Regions from separate parts of the Gossypium arboreum genome. Here region 1 is linked to region 2. The links are chromatin contacts, called in public Hi-C maps. All regions are on one chromosome and are shown on one strand. Each heading gives the region's core, a stretch centred on a gene start, on an enhancer-like site or on the middle of the called end of the contact. The rest is flanking DNA. Distances are from core to core; before and after follow the strand shown.

Region 1 (6,603 bases), core at 2,489-4,988, 180 kb before region 2:
CAGAAACAACTTCAGAATCTAGATGATCACCATCAGAAGCAACTGCCAAAGAACTGCAAGAAAACACACATGAAAATGCACATTAGTAGTAGACTACGCCAAAAAGTATTAATAACAGTTATGTGAAGGCAGAAAACTTCAAAGTCATAAACAAGAATCTCTAAATTCAAACAGAAGGAAAACATACACTTGCTCAGCAGTCTCATCAGTAAGTATATGCAGCTCATTTCCACCAGAAACCTGAAACAGTAAGAAAACATTAGACCTGCACAATAGAATATTACCTTAGGTAACTACCAGATGAACTATCAAAAACAAAAAAAGGAAAAACAAGTAACCTTTGAGTCCTTGGATTTTCGGAACTCCTTGTTCTTTTTCTTATCCTTGCTTTTATCCTGTGAATGTCTGGAATTATCATTTCCCCCTCGAATACTCTTCTTAGAGTCACGCGCAAGCTCTGCTAAAAAAGCTTCTCTTGCAGCATCAGACTTCTCAATGGCATCTTTCTCGGCCAGATCCTCCAAGTGTACCTAATATAAAAATAATTAATAAAACATATAAAGTAAAAGCAATATCAAGATATATACATTTTGTCTAGAAGAGACAGAACATCAAATGAAAACTTTTACTGGTTTATTACATACCCTCAAGTATGATTTCACTAAAGGCAACAACACTGATTGGTAATCATGCGCAGACACAGGCTCAAGTTTGACTTCCAACTGCTGCATCCCAGTAACATTTCGCATAATTCGTGCATCAATTTTGCTAAGCTGCAAAAAAAATGGAACAGTTAAGAATGGCAATTTAAGAATCAATTCTTTATATTGAAAGTTGCACATAAAGTAAAAGACCGACCTCAACTGATAATTGTTCCTTCTGTCTCTGAATGGCAACCTCTATGCAGGTGTCCACTTGATGCAGATAATCCTTAGCTCCCCAGTCATCATCTTCACCAGATTCCAAGTCACATAACTGAGAAGTCAAACCAGCATAAGTATCCCCGTAGCCAAATTGATTGACATTCAGTGCTTCTGCTTCTTTTAAAATATTTGATATAGCATCCAACTCAAATCTGCCGCTGAGGAACATAACATCACTTTCATTCTCAACAAGTTCTTCTCTTCGCTTCCTAAGGACAGATTCATAGCTTCTATGAATAAATTCAGTGGAAGTCTCTCTCTTCTTACCTTCTTCAAGACAGAGATCCTCCACAGCCTGCAGTGCTTCCTCATAGCTTATATGATCACATTTTCTCTCACAAAGGCTCTGTAGGTGATAAAATTCCTTCTCCAGCATCTGAAGCATTTCAAGTCCTTGCTGCGTTTTCTCTTCTTTCATGCGCATCCATGATGCCAATTGATCCCCACTTGAGGGGCCTGCAAATATCCAGGACAGCAGAGCATCAGCATCCTGTAAAACCCCATTTCCATTGCTACCATTAACATTGCCTTGAGTAGCATCTTCTATTGCTGCATCAGGCAATAAATGTTCATCCAGGAGTAGACAGGAAGCATCTGCACTAAGAATAATCTTCTCTTTAACCTCAAGAACCTCAGCAGCACCATTCACATCATCCATAGTAGCAGTCTTCTCAGAATATCTAGCCAGACCACAAGAATGAGATATATCCTGCAATAATTTGAGGATTTTTCTAAGTTGTGTAGCTCCTAAAAAACGAATGCACATGGGACTCTGATCTACACCGTAATTCAGAAGCTGAGAACCAGAAACCATACTCTGCAACTCATCCATTGTGAACTGTATCACCTTGTTAAGATGGCCAGCAGCAAGGTAGTTATGTCTAATAAGCAGTTCAAAAGTAGCACGGATTCTTTCAAGCAGCTTGGCACGCTCAGCATCATCCACTGTCGGCCAACTATTCATAAGGGGATATGCTACAGAACCCTGGTTTCCATCACATTCTTTGCATTCAATGTTATGAACTTTGTCACAATCATTGCCCTTAAAACTACCACAATTGTAGGGATCCCTAAAATTTTCCTTATCACTCACATCTTTGAGGCAATCATCACTATCTTCATTACGGTTCCGTGAGTAAAAATCATGAGAAAACTCCGGCTCACCAAATTTAGGCTGGTTGTCAATCATTTTAACTGCAGCAGAAATATCCAGGGGATCCCAAGAACAGTTAAGGAGCATCTCTATCCACTCTTTATCAACACTTTGTGGCAGAACAGTCTGCATTTTAGGGATGAGGTTCCCCATATGTTCCTGAACAACATGCTGCATGTGAGACTCTGAATCCGCAAACTTCTCACTACATCTACAACAAACCCAAAACTTAAAAGTCTTATTAACCTCAGCAAATGCTAAAGCCTCTGATAAGACCTCGCTCGCCAACCCATCTTTCAACAAACCAAAATATGCTTTGAGATCACTAACCCTAATCTTAAGCAAATCTTTCTTCGAATCAACACTCATTGAATTCCAAAACGATCGAACCCAATCTCTCCTTTCAGCTGTAGAACTATTCTTCCTCCTCCTATCTGCTCCTCCCCTTTGTCCACCTCCGGAAGTAAAATCCAGTCCGTTCCTCTCTCCCTCACCCTGCAACACTGGAGAAGAAGAGGCTGCGTCAGATTTCTGCTGCTGCAACAATCTAGCAGCAGCAACTCTAACCTCAATCTCTTTCCTTCTTTCTTCTGGCGTCTTTGTAGCTTTCTTAATCTCGTTAGGTCTTCTCGCTTGTACTAACCTAACCTCCATAGGATCCTCGGGTAGTCTCCTAAGCGGAATGACCCTATACTTCTCTTCTCCACTCCCTAAATTCTTCATCCAATTAGAAATTGAAGCGATATTCGATTTCTGTATCAATGACTTCAGCTCACTCTGCACGTGCAAAATTCTTGCCTCCGCGGTTGATATTTTCTGTTGACTCTCTTCTTGCAAGCTTTCTTTGGCGGGATCCACCGGATTCTCAATGGCCAATGCGCGTTCACATTCTTGAATCACCACTTCATACTCTTTCGCATCGTTGGCTAATTCGTACAGTAAATTAGCATAAAAATGAGCAAATTCGATCGAGTTCGGAGACAATTCCACAGCTTTTTTGGCCGAATCGATAGCGTTCTTCAAATGCCGCTGCTTGGCGTTAGAGTCATCGATGATGGATGCCACTTTCACGCAGACCCTGCCTTGAACGCGGTGGATTAGCGCCGCATGAACCGAGTTCTCATGACGAGTACACGAATCTTTCATCAACCGAAGCGCTTTGGTATGATTGCCACGTCGGAGTGCCGTTAGGGCTCGTTCACACTCCCCCTTAACCGCCGCATAGGACGACTGCGAGGAAGAGGGAGAACCATAATCGGATTCAAGTGGAAGCGCCAATACATCGATCTTCGCATTATTGGGAGTCAGCTCGGGCGCTTGTTTTGATCTTGGAGCAACGTTTTTCTTCCTGTGCCCCATCTACTCTAATCTCAATCACATTAACATGCATAAATCTCTGTTTTTCAGCAAATTAATTGGAGATTTGAATAGAGTGATGGAGGAGAAACGGGAAGAAGATCGGCCGAAATCCCAGCGTCGATCAGACTCTGATGACGGACTAAAGGGAAAAATAGAATCGCTTCGTCTTCTTCTGCTGCTCCTTGTTGCTTTGGTGCTTGTGAAATAAATAATAGAGGCTGAGGCTTTTTTTCTTTCGGTTTTTTTTTTTTTTTTTGAGAAATTTAATTTGGATCTAAAAGTTAGATGTACTTATATAGCTGGGGGTATTTAGGACGTGCATTTGTGTTTGATTGTTGCTATTCCTTATTATTTTTATTATTATTATTTATAACTATGTTTCGAGTCGAGGGTATTCATAGAATAGGTGAATATCAATTATTATTTATATTTTTCAAAAAAATTAAATAATTTTTCATGAAATATGTTCCATTTGCATTAGCGGAGATAAAAATTTTGAGCTCATAATTAAAGGACGAGATTAACAACCACCACATCACATCTCATTGTTAAGGTTCAATTATTTTAATTTCACAAAGTTGGATTCTATAATAAGATACATTGCATTCTTAAAGAAAGACAATAAATTTAAACTTTAAAAACTATGTTGGAAACTACGAATCTCGAACCTTGATCATAATAATTTTTTTTAGAGTATCTCAATACCGATGAGTATCAAGTTTGGTAAGTTTGACTTAGGGACCTCGACATCTATGAATGTCGAGTTTGGCTTTACTCTATCGATGCTAGTGTAATTATTTGACTATTTTTTCTTACATATTTGTTTTTTCTTTCTTTCTTTCTTATTATATATACAGTCAACCCTCGTTGTATCAGCCTTGTTTGTCTATCAAAATTTTATCTGTTATAGAGAGATGGTTGTTATACACCTATAATATCATGCTGTTACATAAAGAAGTGTTATAAGTCTACCATAAGTTTGATATTATGAATTCCCATCCACTGAATAAATTGAGAATTATGTTCAAAAAAGAAACAAAGTGAGAATCAAATCAACAAAATTAAAAAGATGTATAACAGATGCATGCATTATTATTTTTATGCATCTTTTAGTTTACATTCTTTCACATAACTAATTATGAAGTTCATATATCTAACATGTTCAATTAATCAACATAAGTTATCAAATCAAATTGATTAATTTATCATGATTTGTTAATTCAAGTAATCAATTTATAAGGTTGTGTTATTCCAAATTCATAATAGAATATTCAATTATGGAACTTAATAGTATATTGAATTGATATCTTTAACTCCACTCATTGAAGATTATTGAGGCAAGGTGTGTTGTATTGAGTTAACTAGCACTCGACAGTGCCCACTATAGTCTACTACTGAGATAGTGGAGTTAGTTGTCATATTTAAGTTGGCAATATAATGAAACTAAATCTTTGGACGAGTTATTGTGATGATATTTTGAAGATACTATGGTACATCTATAGGAACCAATCCATGGCTAGTGAAGATTAGATTGGATTCAAATGAATTTAAGACAACCCTTGTTTTGTAGACAATCGGTCGGGATTGTGATGCTGATTTTGGAAGGTCATATCTTCATCAGATTATGCTTTTATTGGTTATATTGTACTAGATTTTTTTAAGGAATTATTGTTTATTCATTTAGTTTCTATGTTAACAAGTTGAGATTGATATATGTTAGAGAGGTTTGTCTAGGTTATATAAGAGAGCATATTGAGAGCACTTGATTTTGTTCATTGAGGAACTGTTTTGTGTAAGAGTGCAAACCGAATTGTAAACTTTTAGTGTTTATTACCTAAATCCTCAATAGGAGAATTTAGAGGTGAGTGTTCTAGTCTTTAGGAGCAAATGTGAGATCTCTATACTTAGAAGTGATAAAGTGTGATTCACTTGTTGTATTGTGGACTAAATATAGTGGAATTACTCACTGAGCTAGACTCCGTAAATGCAAGGAAATTGAACTGCATAAACAAACATTGGTCTTCTTTGTGTTTATGTTTACACATTTTTATGTAGTGCCAACCCGTATTGACTACTATAGTCAAACACTTCCATTAATTGTTGTGTTATTTAGTAAACATCAATTGTAGGTAGCAATAAATGTTATTTCATTTAATAAAATATTATTAATAGATTTTTTTCATGTGAAATTTAATCATTTTAATGAAATAATATTTTAATTAAGATCATTTTATTTAACAAATTGTAAGTAATAGGCTTGCTTATATGAAATAACTATAATTTTACTTAAAATATTGGATAATGTAGGTGATAAACCCGATTAAAAATGAACAAAGTGAAGAAAATAAGAATCGAAAAGATTAAACATGCAAATTTTACGTGGACAAACTCCTCTAGAGATGATAAAAAGCCTCGAGCAAAATAAGATTTCACTATAATAAAGGAGAGTGCAAAAGATGGAGAGAATTAAAAGAAAAAACTCGAAGCCCCATAAGAAAAAAAAAACCTTCGAAACAAAGAACAAAATTCTCTCAATCTAAATATTTTTTGTTGTGTAAAACCAAAAGTGTAACAGTCCAGTTTAGACCCTAGTCGGAATAGTGGTTTTGGGACCACAAATCCTAGTCAAAAAAATATTTAAATATTATTTTCTGTGATTATAATATGTGAATTGGCATGTGTGAAAGTTTCGTATGAAAATTTAATTGTTTGTGTGCTTAATTTGATAAAAGGAGGAAATCGCGTAAAATGTAAAAGTGGCCTTCTATTTGAAAAAGTGCTAATTTGCTATGTTTTATTAAATGTGGGGTCCTTATATTTTTATTTAACCATTAGCTTAATGGATGGACATAAATGGCCTTATGTTTATTGATTAAATGGTTTTATAACAAAGGGTAAAATTACTATTTAGTTAATATGATGATTAAAATAAAACAAAAGCTTAAAATTTGATTCATTATCCATCTTATGGCCAATTATATCAAACAAAAGAAAAGAAAAAGAGTTGTTTAGGGTTTAGCACTTCTAATCTTTGATTAAGGTATGTTTCTGATCGGTTTTTGATAATTTTTACGTTTTTGTGATTGTTGCTTAGTGTTCTATCAAGCCCAAGTCTCAATTTCTAATTTTTTTGATGATTTTGAAATATGCCATTGATGAAATTGTGAG
Region 2 (6,530 bases), core at 2,780-5,279:
ATACCACTAAGTTTTACTCAGCGTGCGGTTTTGTTTTCCGTGCACAGGCGAGGTACTGTTCAAATTATTGCCAACTCAATATCAAATCACAAATCCTGAACTCAAGTGTGGTGATATTTCATTTTGTAATGGCATTTACCTAGGGAGTCTTTTGTTGATATCATTTATAAGATGTTGTTAACTTAGTTACTAGTGAAATGATGGTTAAATGTGTATATGGTTGAGGTTGAGACTATGTTGGTATGCTAGCCTAGTTTATATTTTGGTATATGATAATTTAAAGTTGGTAGCTTAGCTTAATGCTTAGTATGTGTTTAGCTTCACATTTGGTAAATTTAGAAGTTTAGAAGTTAGTTTAAATATGGAAAGTGTGATATGAATGAAAGACTTGAATGCTTGATGTGTTGTTGGTGTATTTGAACATATAAAATCTGGTACCAATGAGGGTACATTGGTTAGGCATATTAGGTGATGAATTTGGTGTATTTTGGGCATGTTTAATCATGTTTTGAATAAGTTAAACGATTAGCAATTGAGTTGTTTAGTGTCTAAGTAGATAGGAAATGGTAAACTTGTGATTTAAGGCACATTTTAGGTCTACACGACCAGACACACGGGCGTGTAACTTGACCGTGTGAAACACACGGCTAGCACACAGGCGTGCGAGGCCATTTTGAAAGGGTATATAGTCTAGCACACGGGTGTGTGGCTTGGCCGTGTGACCCAATTCAATGAGTTACACGGGCAAGGACACGGCCGTGTGTCCCTACTTTGAATGCCCACACATCCAGACACACAGACGTGTGACTTGGCCATGTGAGTCACACTACCGTGTAACCTCTACAGTTAAAATTTTTTGTAATTATTTCCTAAACTTCCAGAATTGTTTCAAATTAGTCCCTGCCTATTTTTTAACTATTTTTAGGCTCCTGTAGACTTGTAATAGAGGCTGTAATAATAACTTTTACTTGGAATTTGGGTGATTTAGCAAACCTAAATTAAGTGCATTCCACTAACATCATTGACGATAGATTAAAAATATAATCGTAGACGGAGCATGGACTAATACTCTGATGCTAAAAATTGGAATAGTCTTATATGTATCTGAATTCGAACATTCTAGAAGGGATAAATAATGATAAGAGTGTAGAAAGTGGAAGACTAAGTTTAGAAATGCATAGCATAATTTATTATTAAGATGTATATGAATCTAGTATGATAGTATCAGATTGTTGTGACCTACACCTGTATATTATAATGTTATTAGTGAGTTTATATGTTGATTATGATTGATTTAATTGTTTGATTAGTTAGTAATGCTCATGACCCTAATCTGACGACGGAGAAGGGTTAGGGGTGTTATCTATCGGTACTGGTCTGCCAGATTGGATCGATATCAGATTCACTGTCATCTTCATTCTCAGACCCACCAACATCTTCTGTGTTGGATGTCCTCTCGCTGGTGGACGTCGTAAGGAGTACATCATCCCTTCTCGTATAACTATCGAAACATCCAAAATCATTTGTCGATAGCCAACCACTGAAAGTAGACATCATTCCTTTATAAGAGTTCCCAACATTAAACATCGGTTGACTGAAGTTCAAATCAATACCACTAAATGAGTGACATGCATGGGTCGTGTATTCCATCCTACCACTCCAACCTGACTGTTCGGTGTTCTGCCTGCCACGGTTGAAATCTAAGGCCGAGAAAAATGAGTATCTTCTGATTGATGATTCCGAGATATCATGATGGGAAGTTCCTAAAAAAGTGGTGAACACACCAGACAACTGTGCCGTTGGACTATTAGCATGTTCTTCCATTCTGTCTTCTCGAACATGAACATATGTCGATGTCTGAGGGCCTTGGTCTCCCATTGAGAACTCGTCATATAACTCAAGAAACGAGGATTCACTGTTTAGATGCGTCTACACCATCGCCTCTAACCCTCTCGCACCTCTAATATCAAAATCGTCATATCTAATAAGTTGTCTGACGCACAAAATCGATATTAAAGGGACGATACTTTCAGTTAGTTGATCCAATGATTTTCCACCTAATTCTTATTCGTAGTTCTGACAATTGTCTGTTCTAGTTAAAAGTCAGTCGCACTGTGTTTTCTAATAAAAAAATGACCTTGTTCTCAGTGTCACACATTTCACCGTTGTAATAAACAATAGCATTAATCCGTCCACTCATTTTCAACCAAATAACCTGTCAAGACGTTCAAAACAAAAATATTATGCAAAAAATTAATGAATAACAAAAATCAATGTTTACTTTTATGCAAATTGCGTCGTTGCTCTAACTTATACCTTCTCTATGAACTTCTCTTCTTCTGATCTCTCTGACAACTGGTTATTTGCTCGTAAATGGCTTATGTTACTTGAGGCTAAAATATGTTTCATTTATAGATCAGGGGACGAGCTCAAAGTTGATTCTGAAAATTCCCACCGGCTAGTGAGGGTTGAAATTTGTAGAAAAATAACGCTCCAAGCAAGACACACTATCAGCAAAAGTATTGAAAGTGTGTCCAAGTGGAAGTGTTTTCAGTGCCATGTAAGTTGAAAGCGCTTCCAATTGGATGGTCTTTCAGTACTTTTGCTGATAGTGCGTCCTACTTGGAGCGTTATCTCTCTACAAATTTCAACCCTCATTTGGGACAAAAAAACCATCGTATATATCCCGAGATATATTTTCAAAACTCATATCGTCAATATTAATGCACTGTGATAAATAATTTACTAAAATATTGAATCAATCTAGTATTAAAAATGTGCAAAATTTTAAAAACCACTATTGTGCGTCCTGCTTGGAGCGTTATCTCTCTACAAATTTCAACCCTCACTTGGGACAAAAAACCCACAATATATCCCGAGATATATTTCAAAACTTATCTCATCAATATTAATGCATTGTGATAAATAATTTACTAAAATACTGGATCAAACTAGTATTAAAAATGTGAAAAAAATTAAAAACTAATATTTCATCCCAAACAAGTACTTCAAGTTTCGATGAAAATATGAGGTTTTTAAATTTCTAATACAATAATAATTATTTAACATTTCAAAAACCCTAAACCCTATCCTAAACCCTAACCCGAAAATACAAAACCCTAGCACAAAATACCCATGAGAAAAACGTTTCCAGTTGAAAACTTTTTAGTTGAACTGTCGAGAAAACACGTACACGGTATAATGTACATAATTATAAAATAAACATAATTATAATATAAATAATACATCTAAATTAATGCCATGTGATAAAATATGTTATATATTAGTATTATAATAAAATAATAATAATAAATTACAAATTATTTTATATTAGTATTATAATTGTTTTTAAATTATTTTTAAGAAAAATTATAATAAACATAATTATAATATAAATAATACATCTAAATAATTAAAATGAAAATTATAAAATAAAATTAATGGTTAAAATATATTCGAATCTAAATTAAAATATATAAAAGTATATATACATGAAATAAAACTTAACAAAATAAATTTATATAAAAAATAAAGTAATGATTTACATGATGGGATAACCCAAACTTTAAATAATAACTACAATCAAATTAACATCACAAAGCATATTCATAACTAAATCTGAATTTAATATTATAATTGCACGTAACTTTTATTATGACATAATTCTGAAGAAAAACTTTTTTATAACATAACAACACAAATAAAATAATTGGTTTGGATGATGGTAAAATTATTATTAAAAATTAAATAAATTAATTTTATGTGTTAAATTAAAATAAATTAATTTTTATTATCAAAATTTTATTTATTTTACTATTAAACTGATGAAATAATTAAACTAACCTGTCGTTAGATCAATTGTGAATAATAAAAATGAAGTAAATTTTTAATCGGAAGACTGATTAATTATACAAGTACCTCCACCGTCGTTTGCTTACGGGAAAAATCAACTCAAATGGGCTCCACATACACATTTTTTCCACACGGTATCAGCTTATAAAAAAAACCAAGGAATTAATTATTTAATTATTTAATAGCAGCTATATGAGCATCCAATAATCTTCCACTACCTTTCTTTTCTCTCCCTCCACCAACCCCTCCTTAATCCGCCCTAAATGGCGTTCTCTCCCGGAATACCCCACCGTCGTCGTCACTTCCTTCGCTTCCTCACTCTCCTCTCCCTCTTCTTCATATCCCATTCAAGGCTAACTCTCGACCGTTCAGACTCCAAAGCTCTTTCCACACTTCTCAAAGACTTGGGCATCGCCAGTCAACGGTTCCCCGCCACCGATCCTTGCAGAGCCGCCGGCGTTTTCTGCGAGAGAAGACTCGCCGACGACAACACTTATGTCCTTAAAGTCACCAGGCTTGTATTTAAATCCCAAATGCTTGATGGGTCTCTGTCTCCTGCAATTGGGAAGCTGTCGGAGCTGAAAGAGCTCTCCGTTTCCCACAACAGGATTGGTAACCCAGTTCCACATGAAGTTTTTCACTGTAAAAAACTCGAAATCCTCGACCTTCGAAACAACATGTTTTCCGGCGAGATACCGTCGAATTTGTCTTCTTTGGTTCGTCTCCGAGTTCTCGATTTATCTTCCAATGAGTTCACCGGTGACTTGACCTTCTTGAAGTATTTTCCCAACTTGGAAAATCTTTCCCTTGCCAACAATCTGTTTTCCGGGAAAATCCCATCATCTATACGTTCGTTTCGAAACCTTCGGTTCTTTGATTTCTCAGGGAACAATTTCCTTGAAGGTTCAGCTTCATTGATGAGCCAAGTTGATGAATCAACAGTAACTCAGTACCCCAAACGGTACACTTTTGCTGAGAGGAAATCAACAAATAATAGCAGAAGCAGAGCTCAAGCTCCATCACCAATTGGGAGCAAATCAGTAACCAGTGAAGGTCCTATCTTATCACCAGTAACTCAACACCGACACAAAAATAATAGTAAAAAAGCAATGGAATGGCTGTTGGGATTCTTTGCTGGAGCTGTAGGTGGGGGCATATCTGGGTTCGTCTTCTCTGTTATGTTTAAACTGGTGTTGGCAACCATTTTAGGAGCTGCTAAAGATCCTGGTCCATCCATATTCAGTCCATTGATTAAGAAAGCTGAGGATTTATCGTTTTTAGAGAAAGAAGATGGGTTGGCTTCATTGGAGATCATAGGGAAAGGGGGGTGTGGAGAAGTATATAAAGCTGAATTACCAGGAAGTGATGGCAAAATGATTGCTATTAAGAAAATTATTCAACCCCCAAAAGATGCAGCTGAGTTAACTGATGAAGACAGCAAGCTTCTCAACAAGAAAATGCGTCAAATCAAATCAGAGATCACCACAGTAGGCCAAATTCGACATAGGAATCTCCTTCCGTTGTTGGCTCATATTTCTCGACCCGACTGTCACTACCTTGTGTATGAATTCATGAAGAATGGAAGCTTGCAAGACATCTTACAACAAGTATCAGAAGGCACAAGGGAGCTAGATTGGCTTGCGCGGCAGAGGATAGCAAAAGGAGTGGCTGCTGGGCTTGAATATCTTCACATGCACCATAGCCCTCGAATCATTCATAGAGATTTGAAACCAGGGAACATCCTTCTTGATGATGAAATGGAAGCCAGGATCGCAGATTTCGGGCTTGCAAAAGCAATGCCTGATGCACAAACTCATATTACCACTTCCAATTTGGCTGGAACTGTGGGGTATATCGCACCTGAATATCATCAAACACTTAAGTTTACTGATAAGTGTGATATTTATAGCTTTGGGGTTATACTTTGTGTTTTGGTGATGGGGAAGCTACCATCTGATACGTTCTTTCAACACACTGATGAGATGAGTTTAGTGAAATGGATGAGAAACATCATGATTTCAGACAACCCCACAACAGCCATAGATCCTAAACTGATTGGAAAAGGGTTTGAAGATCAAATGATTCTGGTTTTGAAGATTGCGTATTTCTGCACTTTGGATGATCCAAAGGAGAGACCAAACAGCAAAGATGTCAGATGCATGTTGTCTCAAATCAAGACTTAAGTTTAAGTCGAGGAATGTTTAGAATAATGTTGCAACTGACAAAGAATGTTGTCAGATTGTTAGTTTTTTTTTTGTTTTTGTTTTTGTTTTTGTTTGCTGCATATCATCTTTATATGTAACCAGTTGTAGTAAAATTGTAAGAAATATATATAATCTGGGTTTTGGACGTACCCTGCTAAATTTAGAAACAAATCCTGCACTCTTTTCCTTGGTCAAAGTGCATGCCTCTGAAGTAGCATGAAGGACATTCACCCTTAACATACAACATTCAACTAATTTAAAATATGTCCAACATGCTCAAATATCAATATTTAATATTACAATCGAAATACAATCAGTCTAACTCGTTTGTATACTCAAAATTTATAATGGCCTTTGTTTGCAAACCCTTTATCCTATTTGGAACATTTAGATAATGTAGCACTAGGGCTGTCACTTTATTTCCTTTGGAATTTGATTGGTTGTTTGGGAATGGGAATTGGGGACAGGGTCACT

Evidence for each region. Hi-C and Micro-C count contacts between places; a contact is called where the count stands out from the background.
Region 1: a contact with region 2 is called in a Hi-C map of leaf, with 4 times the contacts expected there. The contact joins the promoter of LOC108483083 here to the promoter of LOC108481903 in region 2. A contact is called at or near these places in 2 of 5 Hi-C or Micro-C datasets (both in leaf).

The regions. Positions count from the first base shown.
Region 1 is chr1:16,865,929-16,872,531 of ASM2569848v2, reverse strand. LOC108483083 reads right to left here and starts at 3,738. Exons shown (of 16, transcript XM_053027605.1): 1 at 859-3,738; 2 at 645-773; 3 at 339-530; 4 at 188-240; 5 at 1-53. The coding sequence starts at 3,435.
Region 2 is chr1:16,686,866-16,693,395 of ASM2569848v2, reverse strand. LOC108481903 (leucine-rich repeat receptor-like serine/threonine/tyrosine-protein kinase SOBIR1) reads left to right here and starts at 4,029. Exons shown (of 1, transcript XM_017784970.2): 1 at 4,029-6,227. The coding sequence starts at 4,116. The coding sequence ends at 6,035.